Regions from separate parts of the Mustela erminea genome. Here region 1 is linked to region 2. Evidence: chromatin contacts called from public Hi-C data. All regions are on one chromosome and are shown on one strand. The core of a region is the stretch at or near the end of the contact, and the rest is flanking DNA. Distances in the headings are between cores, read along the strand shown. Region 1 holds the start of RPL18A (60S ribosomal protein L18a). Region 2 holds the start of CCDC194 (coiled-coil domain-containing protein 194).

Region 1 (6,344 bases), core at 3,118-5,617, 340 kb after region 2:
GGGGTTTGTTTCCCACCTGCTTGACTGACCAGATGAACTGTGTGAGAGTTCACTGTAATCTCAGGACTCTGCACTGATTCTCACTGTGGCCACCAGGGGTGGAAACAGTCTAGCCCTGCAGAGGGATTCAGGAGGAAGATGAAGAAAATGCCATGGGACCCAGCAAGGCTCCTTCCAACCTCCCAGGGGTGATACCGACTAGAGAGGGCTATGGATTCATCCTGGCACTCTTTGTAACAGCAAACAGCTGCAAACGACCCGAATGCCCAGCCATGCAGGAATTAGCTGTATAAACTCTGGCCATTCTCAGCACTGAATACTACGCGGCTGTGCAAAAAGACTGAGGCGACACAGGGCTGACAATATGGGAAGACCTCCAGGCTTGGCAAAGAAAGAGCAAGGTGTGCACCTGCCCGGGGAAGGAAGCTTTGCTTCGTGTCGGAAGAGCCGATGAGGATGCGGAGACCCTCCGCAGGGAAACACCAACATAATTGTATCACCTGTTCTTGTGGTAACCACTGGGGAGCCATGGTAGGCAGAAGAAGGAGATAGTTGCCCTTTACCTTTTCATGCCTGTTGAACTCTGTGTTTGTTAATACCATCGAAAGGTAAGTGTTTAATCAAAAAAGGGAACATATGTAAGCACATGGGATGGGAGAGGAAATAGGAATAGGAGAGCTGCTGTTCAGAAGTTGACCGTGAACCAAAGCAATCAGATTGATCATGAGAAGAGCAAACACATCGAGTACTCACCAGTGCATTAGGGCTTTGCATGCAGAGCAACCTTTTAATCCCTGTACCCACCCCAGAGGTGTGCACTGTGCCCTCCCCCTTCAGGAAAGGGAGGGCGGGGGTGGGGGACAGGCTCAGGAACAAAGAGCCTCCAGCTTGGCTTGCTTCCCTTAATCACAGTGCCATAGGATCCTCCTCCAATTAGGCTGAGAAAAGGGATATGGGGTCTGTCCGCTGGCTGGGCATGGGAGGCAATAATTGTATGGAGCCCATGGCAACCCCTTCCTGTTTATTTTTCTCACATTCTGTTGTGATGCCTATTACTCTTATTTTTCTTGTTTTTGTCCATTTTCTCCCAAAAGCATGTCAGCTCTCGCAGGACCGGAGTTTTCTGTTGTCCTGATTACTGCTGGGTCCCCAGTGCCTGGCACGTGGAAGTAGTCGAAAGAATGAATGAATGAATGATTAGAATGAATGAATGATCAAATTAGGAGGAAGAGCCTTAGGTGATTTGGGAGCAGGAATAGTTAGAGGCAGGAGAGGAGGGGCTGGGGGGGGGGGGGAGAAGCTTTGGCATCTGGAGTCCAGGCGTGAGTGCCTTGGGGGCATTTGCAGGAGGAAGGGACAGGAGCAGAATCTTGGGCCAGCACGTGGAGCCCTGGAAAGATGGACGGCCTGGTAGCCCAGATGGGGAAGGTGGGGCAGCTCAGGTGGTGCTGGCCAGGGTGGTGATCCAACATGGGTTGAGGCCCAGTGTGGCCCAGGAGCCTGGATAAGAAAGGGCACCTTCAAGGTCCAATGGAATAAGAAAGACTGGGAAGACGGGGGAGCCCAGGGGCGCCCTTGCCAACCAGGAATTCAGCTGGGCCTGATTGAAAGGCAGTGAGTGACAGAGGCAAAGGGACACTAGCCCGGAACAGCTGACTGGGCTGGGCTCCCAGCTTGGCCCAAGGCTAGGTGAGGGGCCAGACCAGAGCAGAGCATCTGGGAGGGAGGGGGAATAGGGAGGGTCAGGGGAGTGGCGGGCATGGGGTGGGGGTGGGCAGGGCCACACTCATCCAGCAGAGCCAAGAAGGGAAAAAATGCTTCTTAACAAACTTTAGACCACACACACCCCGTCCTCCCCAGGGTTCCTCCTTCTGTTCCAGCTGCGGGAGTCACCCTGACCCAGGCCTTGAAGATAGAAGCGCCTGGCTCCAAGGCTGGGGCTGAGCCTGGAGCCCTTCCTTCCCTCCTTCTCCCTACACCTCCGCGCTCCCTTCTCCTCAACTGCCATCCCTGCTCGCCTCCTCCGGCCCCCTCTCCGGCCCTCCCACCCCTTGATTTGTGCGGCCCGCCTGCTGTCGTGTTCCAGTACCTTTTTCTATTCTCCCACTCCCTGCCTGCAGCCTGGGGAACCTGAGGCCCTGCGCTGGCCGTTCAAGCAGGCTGGAGTGGCACAGCTCCAGGGCTAGGGCCCCTGCCTCCCCAATCCGAACATTATACGCCATTTAAATCTCATAACCCCAAGAGCTGGAGACGATTATTAGCCTCATCCCCCAAGGATGGGGAAACTGAGGCCCGAAGAGACAATACGCCCGGGAACCATCTGTGTGGGGTTTTGAACTTACTCCTGCCGCACACACCAGCGTCCAGGCTCTTGGCCTCAGCGGCACAGCCAAGGCAAGAGCTCTGCTGCCACCTGGTGGACACTCGCGGCTCCGTCAGGATGGAGTCGCCTGTTGCCTTTTGTCCTGAGCAGGATAGAAGTAGGAGGCAGTGGGGGGGGGGCGCGGGGAGGGCGGGGGCGGGGGGGGGGCCTGACTACACTCCACCCCTCATCCTCCTCTCCCACCAATTTTCTGGTTTTTCAAGACCTAAATGTCCACCAAGAAGACACCACCTATCTCATCTCCTGCCCATGTTTGGCTTGCGACTACTTTAAGTACGAAAAGACCCTAGATGTTAATTCTAACACTCAGGAAAAATGAAAGACAACAGACAAAGATATATCTATAATTATAAAAGGCAGCACAAATGCATATTTTGGTCTCTTAACTGATTTTATTTTATTTTTATTTATTTTTTTTTTTTTAGATTTTATTTATTTATTTGTCAGAGAGACAGAGAGAGCACAGGCAGGCAGAGTGACCAGAAGGGGCAGAGGGAGGAGCAGGCTCTCCACGGAGCAAGGAGCCCTATGTGGGACTTGATCCAGGATGCTAGGATCATGACCTGAGCCGAAGGCAGCCGCTTAACCGACTGAGCCACTCAGGCATCCCTCTTAACTGATTTTAAAAAGAAATTGTATGAAAAAATATATTATGTCATTGGGCCTATAACATGTAGCAATGTATTTGACTTGACAATAGTACAAAGGAGGTGAGCAAAGTATACGAACAAGGAAATGACACCGTGTAGTGACGCTAATTCACAAAAACACGTGAAGAGAACCAGAAATGCAAATGGAGAAAATTAATATGACAAACTCTATAAATACATAATTGCCCTCTTCTATTTTCTCACATTCTTTAACAGCCATAGAACTTTTTAAAAAGATTTTATTTGTTTATTTGACGGAGAGATCACAAGTAGGCAGAGAAGGGAGAGAGAGAGAAGCAGGCTCCCTGCTGAGTAGAGAGCCCGATGCAGGGTTCAATCCCAGGACTCTGAGATCAAGATCTGAGCCAAAGGCAGAGGCTTAACCCACTAAGCCACCCAGGCACCCCAAACCATAGAATTTTAAGTGACAATTGCAACAATGTATTTAGGTTTATATCATACGTAGATATAATACGTTTAACAATAGTAACAAAATAATAACAATAATGAGACAAAAGTGGGGGGTAGAGGAAATTAATCATATAGTGGTAACATTTCCAAATCTCATTAAAATTAAGGCAGCAGGAGCCCCTGGGTGGCTCAGTGGGTTACGTCTCTGCCTTCCGCTCAAGTCATGATCTCAGGGTCCTAGGATGGAGCCCCGTGTCCTGCTCTCTGCTCAGCGGGGAGCCTGCTTCCCCCTCTCTCTCTCTGCCCGCCTCTCTACTTCTAATCTATCTCTCTGTCAAATAAATAAAATCTTTAAAAAAAATTAAGGCAGCTAAAAGATTCTAAATTAAGATATATGTGTTAAGCCCTAGAGCAACAACTAAGGAAATAACTTAAAAAATGTAGGGTCCCAGGGCCTGGCTGGCTCATGGGTGGAGCATGAGACTCCTGTTCTCAGGGTTGTGAATTCAAACCCTACCTTGGGTGTCAAGATTACTTAAAATATTAAATATTAAAAGAAAAAATATTAAACATATATAAAAATCATTAAAAGAATTAAAATATTACACTAGAATATAGTCACTTCATGGAATATAAAGCAATAAGGAAATATATTCTACACGCGAGCATTCCCTGCCTTCCCTGGAAGTGGAACGCTCAAACTACCACCCAGACCTTCCCGGGTGCCTACAACTCCCGGCATGCTGCGCACGACGCTCCTTGATGGCCACGGTGGAAAGGGAGGGGGCTAGTGGCGCTCCCTCTTGCGTAGTTTCGCTGTGGAAGAAGGAAGGGCTGTGAAAGGTTGGTGGATCTGGAGCCAGTGAAAAAGCAGATCTTGTTGAGCGTCGGAACGAGAAGCCAATGGGCGCGCAACTTGCAAGAGGCGGGACTTCCGTCAACGAAGTCTTGGTGAGCGGCTGCGCGACGAAAGCCACTTCCTTTCTCGTGCGACGGCTGAAGGGGATAGAGCGCCATGAAGGCCTCGGGCACGGTAAGGCGAGCGTGGCGGGCCGGGGGGCCGGGGAGTACAGTGCTGATCGAATCGGGGGCGCTGGCAGGTGGCGTGGGCCGCGTAGCGGGAGAGCGCTCTTGGCTGGGTCCGGTGCCACCGCGCGCCACCCCCAGGCCCAGCCAACATGGCGGCCATTGCAGGCGCCGCGTGGGGAGGCTGGTGCCGTGGTTCCGACCCGCTGGGGAATCTCGGGGGCCGGAGAGGTCGGCTCTCCTTTCCAGGGGGAGGGACAAATTGCGTGGCTTGGAAGTTCGAGCCACGGGACTTGGTCGATCTTCCAAGTCTCGGTTTCGCCATTTGCAAAGTGGTCACGGTGGGAGGAAACGTTAATATTTCTTGTTCCCTGACGGGGCAGTAAGAAGTAGAAAACTAAACCCGAGCTGACAAGGGGAGGTTTATCGTGGCAAGTGCTTAGTAAAATCAGAGGGCGTTGTGGCGCAGAGATGGAAGAGCGAGCCCTCGGGAGAAACAGGGTGCGTCCTGTACGGCTCCCCAGCCTCAGTTTCCACGCTGGGGAGGAGGCCAGCTGCATCGGTCCTTCCCTGAGCAGGTGGTCCGCGGGGCTGATTAGTCACATTTACACATGGAAGTAGGAGACAAGTTGGCGATATTTGGGGCCATTCTTCTTGTATTAATAAAATGATTGACGAGTCATTTACGAAGGTGGGTTCGTTGTAATATATCACAGTGTTTGGCCTTAGCCTACATCTTTGTCTTTGCATCTTTGTAAACGGGGAGATCCCTGGGAAGTCCAAACCCCTTTGGACTGCTGCTGGGAATACTGAAGCAGCTGCAGGTCCCATGGCAGCAGGCCTGGAAAGGGAACTGGATGCTTGTCCTGGTTCTGCCTGGAGTGGGCTGTGAGATCCCAGGCTGGCCACTGTCTTTGGGCTCCAGAGTGAAAGAGCACTTTGGGAAGATGTGAGCTGCAAAGATGCTGTGAAGGAAGGAGCCTGCAGGTTCAGGCTTCAGCTGCTTTCACAGGAATATAAACGGGAAGGACAGCCAGATTGACAGCCCTGCCCAGCTTTCCTGAGCCAAGGCAAAGGCTACACAGGCATCTTAATCCTCCCCGCCCTCGATCCCTGTTTTGGGAAGGCTGGGACAGTTGGCATGACCCAGTCACCGGGATTCCATATGGATGCCCTGTGATGGGACAGTCTGTTCTCACTCTCCTGATTTCAGTTCTCATCAGGCTTGGGAAAGGAAGCAAGGTGAATCTCACAGTTGGCCTCAGGGCTCTGGGTCAGGCCCCACCTCAACTCCTGTTTGTGTTTCAGCTGCGAGAGTACAAGGTGGTGGGGCGCTGCCTGCCAACCCCCAAATGTCGCACTCCGCCGCTGTATCGCATGCGAATCTTTGCACCTAATCACGTCGTCGCCAAGTCCCGCTTTTGGTACTTTGTGTCTCAGCTGAAAAAGATGAAGAAGTCCTCAGGGGAAATCGTCTACTGTGGACAGGTACGGGGTGTCTGAGAGCAGGGTGGGGTCTGGAGTGGATTGACACCTTCCCGTGGGGGTTCCTCAACCCACAGAATTCCCAGACTTCATAAATCTTGGCTTGTTCGCATGTGGTAATTAAGCCCTAGTTTGGGATGGGATGGATAAACTCCGTACCCTTTTCCTGATGAGAGAGCCCAAGGCCCGGGAAGTGTGTGGCTGGTATGCTCGGACACCTCGGCTGAGGCCAGCGCTTTGGCTGAGTCTCCTATAGAAAGTAGGCAGAGGTGCTGTCACCTGAGCACATTTGCTGTGATGGGCGCTGGACTCTGCATCAGACACCTGCAGGGTGGTAGCTGCTTTTGGGCGCAGGTAGTCTTGGGAGAGTAGTGTTTGGGAGGAGTCGA
Region 2 (6,883 bases), core at 2,936-5,435:
CTGATTAAAGTCTGTAGATGAGATAATAGTGTTTTATCAATCAATGTCCACTTTCCGATGTTCATGATTGTACTGTGATTATGTAGGAGAATGCCCTTGTTTTTAGGAAATGCATACTCACGTGTTATGGGTAACAAGACATCATTTCAGCAAGTTTTTCATAAAAGGTTCAGAGAAAGAGAGAGAGAAAGAATAAAGCAAAGGAGGTAACATTTGTGGACTCTGGGGGAAGAGTATCCAGGAATTCTTTGTACTAATCTTCCAACTTTTCTGTAAATCTGAAGTTATGTCAAATATAAGTTAAAAGATAAAATCAATGTGAAATTGAGCCATATGAAATTGTTGGGATTTCTATTATTTTTGACCTACATAAACAATGCTTACATATGATCCAAACTATAAATTCCCTACTGCTTTCCTAATATTCATACCTCTTCTTTCTTTTCCTTGTCTAAGTGCATAGGTTAGTACCTCCAGAACAATATTAAATACTTGACAGTGGTCATCCGCACCTTGGCCCTCATTTTGATGGCCTTTTCAGAACTTTTCTTATTGATCCATTAGTGTGGTGAATTTTATTAGCAGACTTGTGAATTTTGAGCCATCCCTGCATCTCAGACCTAAGTCCCCTTTGTTGTGATGTATTTTAAAAATGTGTTGCTTAATTCTTTTTGCTAAAATTTCATTTGGGAATTTCGTACCCTCCTCATAGGAAGAGGACTCTGTTGTTTTCCCGTCATGCCATCTTGGTCAGTTTTTGTTGTCAAAGATAGGCTGGCTTGCTACACATGATTCCAAACACTCAATTTACAGACAAGGTAAACTGAGGCCCACAAGGGAGACGTGACCCTTCCAGGTCACTCTTGAGCCAGGGCTGGACCCTAAGTCTTCATGTCTGTGGGATGAATCAATGCTGTCGTTAGAAGGGGCTTAAGTCCCAAAACACTTATCTCATTGTGTTAGCAAATGGGCCTCAGTTCCCCGCCTGTAAAATAAACACTAGATGGTTGGAGAGAGAGGGTGGAGTCTCCTTTCTGTAGTTCCGTTCAGAGTGGTTCCTGAATCTAAAGCTGAGCGTTGATGGGTGTCGACGGGGCATCTTATCCAGCGGGGGCACCTCTCTACATGTTCCAGCCACAGTGTGCGCCCTCCTGGCCTCAGAGCCCTCCTTCTGCTGGGGGCCGACTCACCCTCGTGCGCGCCGCGCTGGCCTCCGGCAGCCCCCAGAGGGTCCTGGGCGAGAGCGCGAACGGGGGCTGGGTCGGGGTCGTGACACGGAGCGGGATCGGGGTTGCGGCACTTTGCGCTGGGGGCCCAACTCGGCTTCCAGGGCTTTCCTGACAAAGGTGGGGAGAAGCCCCTCAGTCCCCTCCTCCTCAGTACTCTTCCATCTTTCCTGAGAACCCCACTCCCCAGGATCCCCTGTCCTTTCTTATCCCCAGCCATTCCTGGGACCCCTCCCCAGCGACTCCCAGCACCTTTCCAGGAGCTCCACCTCCAGATCCCGTCCTCTCTCTCAATACCTTTTCCTTACATCCTTTCCCGCTCCTTGCCCTTCCCCAAGGCCCTCCATGTAAGTCCGACCCCAGGGACAAATGTCTCCAGAGTGCCGGCCCCCACGAGGAGATTCTCGCCCCCAGAGAACCTACATCCTTCTCCACCCCTAGGTTCCAACTCTAGGATCGCCTCTTTGACGGTCTCATCGCTCAGCTCCCCAAGGCCCCGCCCACACTGCCCCACCCCTTCTCCATCCCCAGGCCCCGCCCCGGTCCCCGCCCTTCACTCACGCGCGTTCGCGCAGCGTCGCTTCCCGGGCTGCGCAAGCTTCGGCTTCGGCCTCGGCCGCGCGTGCGCGTTGCTGTGCCTCGTCCAGCCTCCGCGCAGACTCCATGGCTGCCGCCTCCCAGCGTGCCAGGGCTTCTGCGGGAGCGGAGGAGCGAGGAGCGGGGAGCGGGGTCAGCTCCGAGACCTCGAGACCTCGCCCCTACCCAGCTAACGCAGTCGCTCGAGTTTACAGACTGCATACTATTTGCAGCTTTGCCTTATTTGAATTAAAATTGTGTGCTGTTTGCAAGACCTTTACGTGTCATTGGCAGAGATTTTCGTAGGTTTGTATTGCTTTCTGGAGTCATTCATGGCGTTTGCCTATTTTGTTGTATTTGCGTTGTTTGTGTGACACTTGCGTGGTCTTTTGAGTGTTATGTGCGTATGTTACATAACTTTTCGCGTTTATTGGCATGTCCTTTACGTTTGCACCCATGCGTGTCATTTGCGTAACCAGGAACCTTTTAGGCTCCTCCCACCCCAGGTCTGGTACCGTCTTATGCCCCAACGCACCTGTGAGTGCCCCGTTCTCAGCCCCCATCTGGGTCCCCTGTGCCTTGGCCTCTTCAATCTCAGTCTTCAGGGTCATCAGTTGGGTTTGAAGCCGGCTCTGAGGAGCGGAGAAGTGAGGAGTGTAGAGAGGTGGGAAGGGGCGGGGAGAGAAGAAGTGAAGTCTCCCCTCTTTCCCTTAACTTTATTTGGAAATGTCCTTTGGGAGTCCTGTGGCTGGAAAACACACAAGTGGCCTGCCATACCCAGCGGTGACTGCTGCTCTGTCCAGGTCCACTGCCCCCTACTCCAAGCCACCGGATGTGGAAACGGTTTAGCTCTGCGGTCAGACTGCGGTTCCAATTCCAGCTACGTCTATACTCACTGACTAGGGTTTCAGACCAATACAGGCCAGTTTGGTGGTTGGCAATGGTTGGGTTTCTGGAGTATGCTCCCTCCGCTATGGGAGACATGGTTCAAAACAATGGGCCTGGCCTCAGAATATCTCCCACGGAAGGGCAGAGTCAGAATTTGAACCCAGAGCAGGCTACTCTTAACCTCAGTGGCCTCAGGCCCTTCTCTTAGGCAGGCAGGTAAAGGGTAGAGGTCTGTTTTGGCTCTAGAATTCACACCGCTCAGTCCCTGCTGGGCCTGGTACACAGAAATAGAGAACAGTCATTAAATGAAAGATTGGGACTTTCAGGATGGTTCTTTTGCAAGGCCCAGGGCTGGGAAGGGTTAAGAAAGAGTTTGAAGGGGTGGCCAGAGGAAAAGGGAGGACCTGGCCAGTACCTCCCCCAAGAGGCCAACTTTAGCCTCCTAATTACAGGTGACGTGAATGTCCCTCTCTCGAAATAGGGCTGCTGGACACTGGCTGGGGGAGGTTGAGTGGGCACCCTAAGGAGAGGGTTAGCACGGGGCCTCCCCAGGTGGGTTCAGGGGTCTGGGGCTTCCCTAAGAATCACCAGCTATTATGCAAAGAGAACCGTGGGGACCTTCTTGGTCAGAAGGTAGACTCCAGGGGGAATTGGTATTGTGGATTTGGAAGGGACTATGGTGCTATTGTCATTTGCCCCCCTCAGTTGAAGAATTAGGGAAACCAATGCACTGGTGGGGTTGGGCAGCCCTGGGGATGTGAGTGCATGCCCTCTCCCAATTCTGGATTCCCCAGCCCACCATCCTGCCCACCAACCTGACGGCCCTGACAGGCCCTTAGTGCCTCCTCCAGCTCCCGTCCGACTCGGTTGGCCTGGTCCAGCTGTCTGGCCAGAGCCTCCTTGTGCTGGGTAGCCTCTGCCAGCCGTCGCCGCAGTTCTTCGAGCTCAGGCGCCAGGTCCTCGGGGGGTGCCGTGGCATTGGCCCCTGGCTCTGGGCAGCGAGGTCCCCGGGAGGTCGAGGAGGCCAGGTTCCAGGCCAGCAGGGCTGCCCCAGCTGCTGCCGCTGCCAGGAACACCGCAGCCCCACACAGGGCTAGCACCCTCCACGCGCGTCCCGGCTCTGGCCCCAGCTCGGCCATGCCGCCGTCCACAGCTCTGGCTCCAGACAGCCACGAGTATTTAATTGGCACCTTGGGGCGCCAGGGACACCCACGGCTCCGCCCCGCCCACCGTGGCTTCCCGAGTCTGTTGGGAGGGGCTGGACCCCCGCCAGAGGCCTGCCTAGGCTACATGAGGCCAGGACAGGATTGGGGGGGGGGGGTCCTTCGTTCCACTCCTGCCTCTGCACCCCATGTGCTGTCCTCCTAGCCTCAGGGTCTCCCCCACTGTGAAGTGGGGTTGGTCGGATTTCCTGCCCCAGTCGGCCAAGTGGGAACCATGTGAACACATCTTCGCAAAGCACCCATCTGCCTTGGGGGTACTCGCCAAGGCTCCCCATTGTGTTCATGGAAAAACTGAGGCTACAAGACAGGAGGCTACCGACCGACTGAGGTCGGCCTGGCTGTGGCTGTCACCGCTTCCTGTGACTGGCTGTGAGAGGGTCAGGGGGGCAGACGCGGGAGGGAATCGGTCCCGTCTCCCTGCCGGTTCTCCACTAGGCCGCCAGGGGGCGAGCTTACATCGCGAATCAGATCCAGGTCAGTCTCCAGCGCGCGATTTCCCGCAGCTCGGAAATGAATCTCCCCCTCCCCCCTCCTCCTCCCCCTGCTCTTCCTCCTCCCACCCTCCCCTTCCTCTCCCTTCCCCTCCCCCTTCCTTTCCCCCTTCCCTTCCTCATCCTCCTCTTTTCGTCTTCTCCGGGCCCTCCTCCATTTCCTTCGCCCCTTCTTCCCCTCTTCCTTCTTCCTACTTCTTCCCTCTTCTTTGCCTTCCCTTCTGTCCCCTCCCCCCCTACTTCCCCCTCCTCTTCCTCTTTCCCTTGCGTTAGGGTGACTCCTTGCTGGCCGCAAAGAATTGCACAAAGAGTAGAGCAACAAGCAGGACAGAGTTCATTCATGCTTCAAGGTGGGAGAGGAGCCCGACATTAAGAGAGATGTCCTCCCGGGTTTCTGTCAAGCTGGGCCTTTTAGGGGCTTTTGAGGACGTGAGAGGGTTGCAGCTGTGCCCTTGGGGCTGTGTGAGGAGGATGTCGATGCTTGGACCCATAGAGCAGAAGGTGACAAGTTTCTGGGGGCTGTGTGTGTGGAGGGGGGCGGGCTCTGGGCAGGCTTGTCTGGGATGTGGGTTTGGTCTTGCTAGAGAAGAATGTGTTTGGTGGTGTAGTGGTGGTCTGTTTTCTGGGAATGAGGGGCCCCCTGGAAAGACAGGGCCAGTTACAGACACCTGTGAGTTGTATCTGTAAGCTTGGCTGGGGAGGAGGCTTTGAGTAAGACTTTGATTCCCTCCTCTCTTTATTTGAAATTATTCTTGATTTGGGAAAATGGAAGGTCATTCTTCTTCTTTTATTTTTAAAGATTTTATGATTTTATTTATTTATTTGACAGAGAGCACAAGCAAGGGGAGAGGCAGAGGGAGACAAGAAGCAGGCTCCCTGCAAAGCAGGGGAAGCCCGACATGGGACTTGATCCCAGGACCCCAGAATCATGACCTGATTCAACCAAGTGAGCCACCCAGGCATCCCAGAAAGTTATTCTTTTTTTTTTTTTTAAGATTTTATTTATTTATTTGACAGACAATAATAGGCAAGTAGGCAGAGAGGCAGGCAGAGAGAGAGAGGAGGAAGCAGGCTCCCTGCTGAGCAAAGAGCCCAATGAGGGGCTTGATCCCAGGACTCTGGGATCATGACCTGAGTTGAAGGCAGAGGCTTTAACCCACTGAGCCACCTAGGCGCCCCCAGAAGGTCATTCTTCTGCAGCTACTTCCACTGAGCAGGGGCACAGAGCTGTCCCTACCCAGAGGCAAGAGGGACCAGAGTAAGGGAGACATCAGTAGGGTCTTGCTCTCTGAGCACGGGGCCTGAGTGTGAGCTTCTGAGGCCTCAGAGAGCTACGAAGGGTTGAGATTCCATCCTGGATAGAGATTTGATATTTTAAAATGCATGATCCCCAAAATTAGGGCCAGTCATATAACCGCCGAAGGTCCTGGGAATGGAATGAGCCACAAGAACCAAGACCAGATGTCTAGTTTCCAGGAGAATTAGTTCCCCTCCCCGCCCCCAGTTTTTCTATTGTTCCTCATTGTCCGTAGCTGTGTTGATAATTTTATCAGGGCTGTCTGAGACCCGACCCGACTTGTTTACATAGAAGCAGCATTCCTCCACAGTAAGGCACTGGTATGCCCCTGATAAGCAGTCTGTTGGTCTAAAGTCAGAGGATTTTGTTTTATTTTTATTTATTTATATATTTTTTAAAGATTTTATTTATTTATTTGACACAGAGAGAGAGTATATGCAGGAAGAGGTGCAGAAAGAGAGGGAGGAACAGGCCCCCCCACTGAGCTGGGAGCTGGATGCGGGGCTGGATCCCAGGGCCCCGGGATCACGACCTGAGCTGAAGGAAGGCAGTTGCAGAACCACCTGAGCCACCCAGGTGCCCTGAAGTGAGGATTTTGAAGACCTACTCTGCTACTGCCCTTCGGAACTATTTGTTACTTAAACTATAACCCCTGGAGGATTTTACTAGTTACCAAGCACATTTAGAGATGGCCTTAAGAAAAACATAGACTGGCAGCAGGTCTTTGGGGAGAAGGACGATACATGACCGTGAAGTTGGGCAGCTGGGGATGCCCGGCTCGTTCAGGGCGGAACGCCGCCCCTTCACAGAAGCCTGGCAGCGGGCAGCCGGGAACGCCGGTCAGCTCAGGTTGGAACGGAACACCGCCTGCTTCCCTTTCCCATTATCGCTCCTTTCTCTTCCCAGAAGCACCCATTGTTAGAGGAGTCCTTTGAATGTGCTTGCTTAACTATAAACTTTATCCTACTTCTTGCTTATCCACAAGACACGTGACTGATGTTTGCCCATCATCGGTCCTTCTGTTGGCTCTTGTTTCTATCTAAGAAAAGTGAGACTGTGGAGCTGCTCGTGGCTGCAGTCTTTTCGACTGTTGTCCCCTGCTCCCAATCTCTTGCAGCTGACTTGTTTGTGCCTCATTCTTCTCCCGTTGGAAGCGGCACCAGGGAATCAGTCTGCTTCTGT

The links. Hi-C and Micro-C count contacts between places; a contact is called where the count stands out from the background.
Region 1: a contact with region 2 is called in a Hi-C map of fibroblasts, with 3 times the contacts expected there. The contact joins the promoter of RPL18A here to the promoter of CCDC194 in region 2. A contact is called at or near these places in 2 of 3 Hi-C or Micro-C datasets (fibroblasts and skeletal muscle).

The regions. Positions count from the first base shown.
Region 1 is chr1:14,051,257-14,057,600 of mMusErm1.Pri, forward strand. It overlaps RPL18A (60S ribosomal protein L18a), which reads left to right and starts at 4,368. Exons shown (of 5, transcript XM_032315480.1): 1 at 4,368-4,477; 2 at 5,779-5,958. The coding sequence starts at 4,460. LOC116574718 (a long non-coding RNA gene) reads left to right here. Exons shown (of 3, transcript XR_004279458.1): 2 at 97-608; 3 at 2,587-2,802.
Region 2 is chr1:13,707,535-13,714,417 of mMusErm1.Pri, forward strand. CCDC194 (coiled-coil domain-containing protein 194) reads right to left here and starts at 4,186. Exons shown (of 4, transcript XM_032315166.1): 1 at 3,506-4,186; 2 at 2,338-2,434; 3 at 1,788-1,920; 4 at 12-1,337. The coding sequence starts at 3,829. The coding sequence ends at 1,187.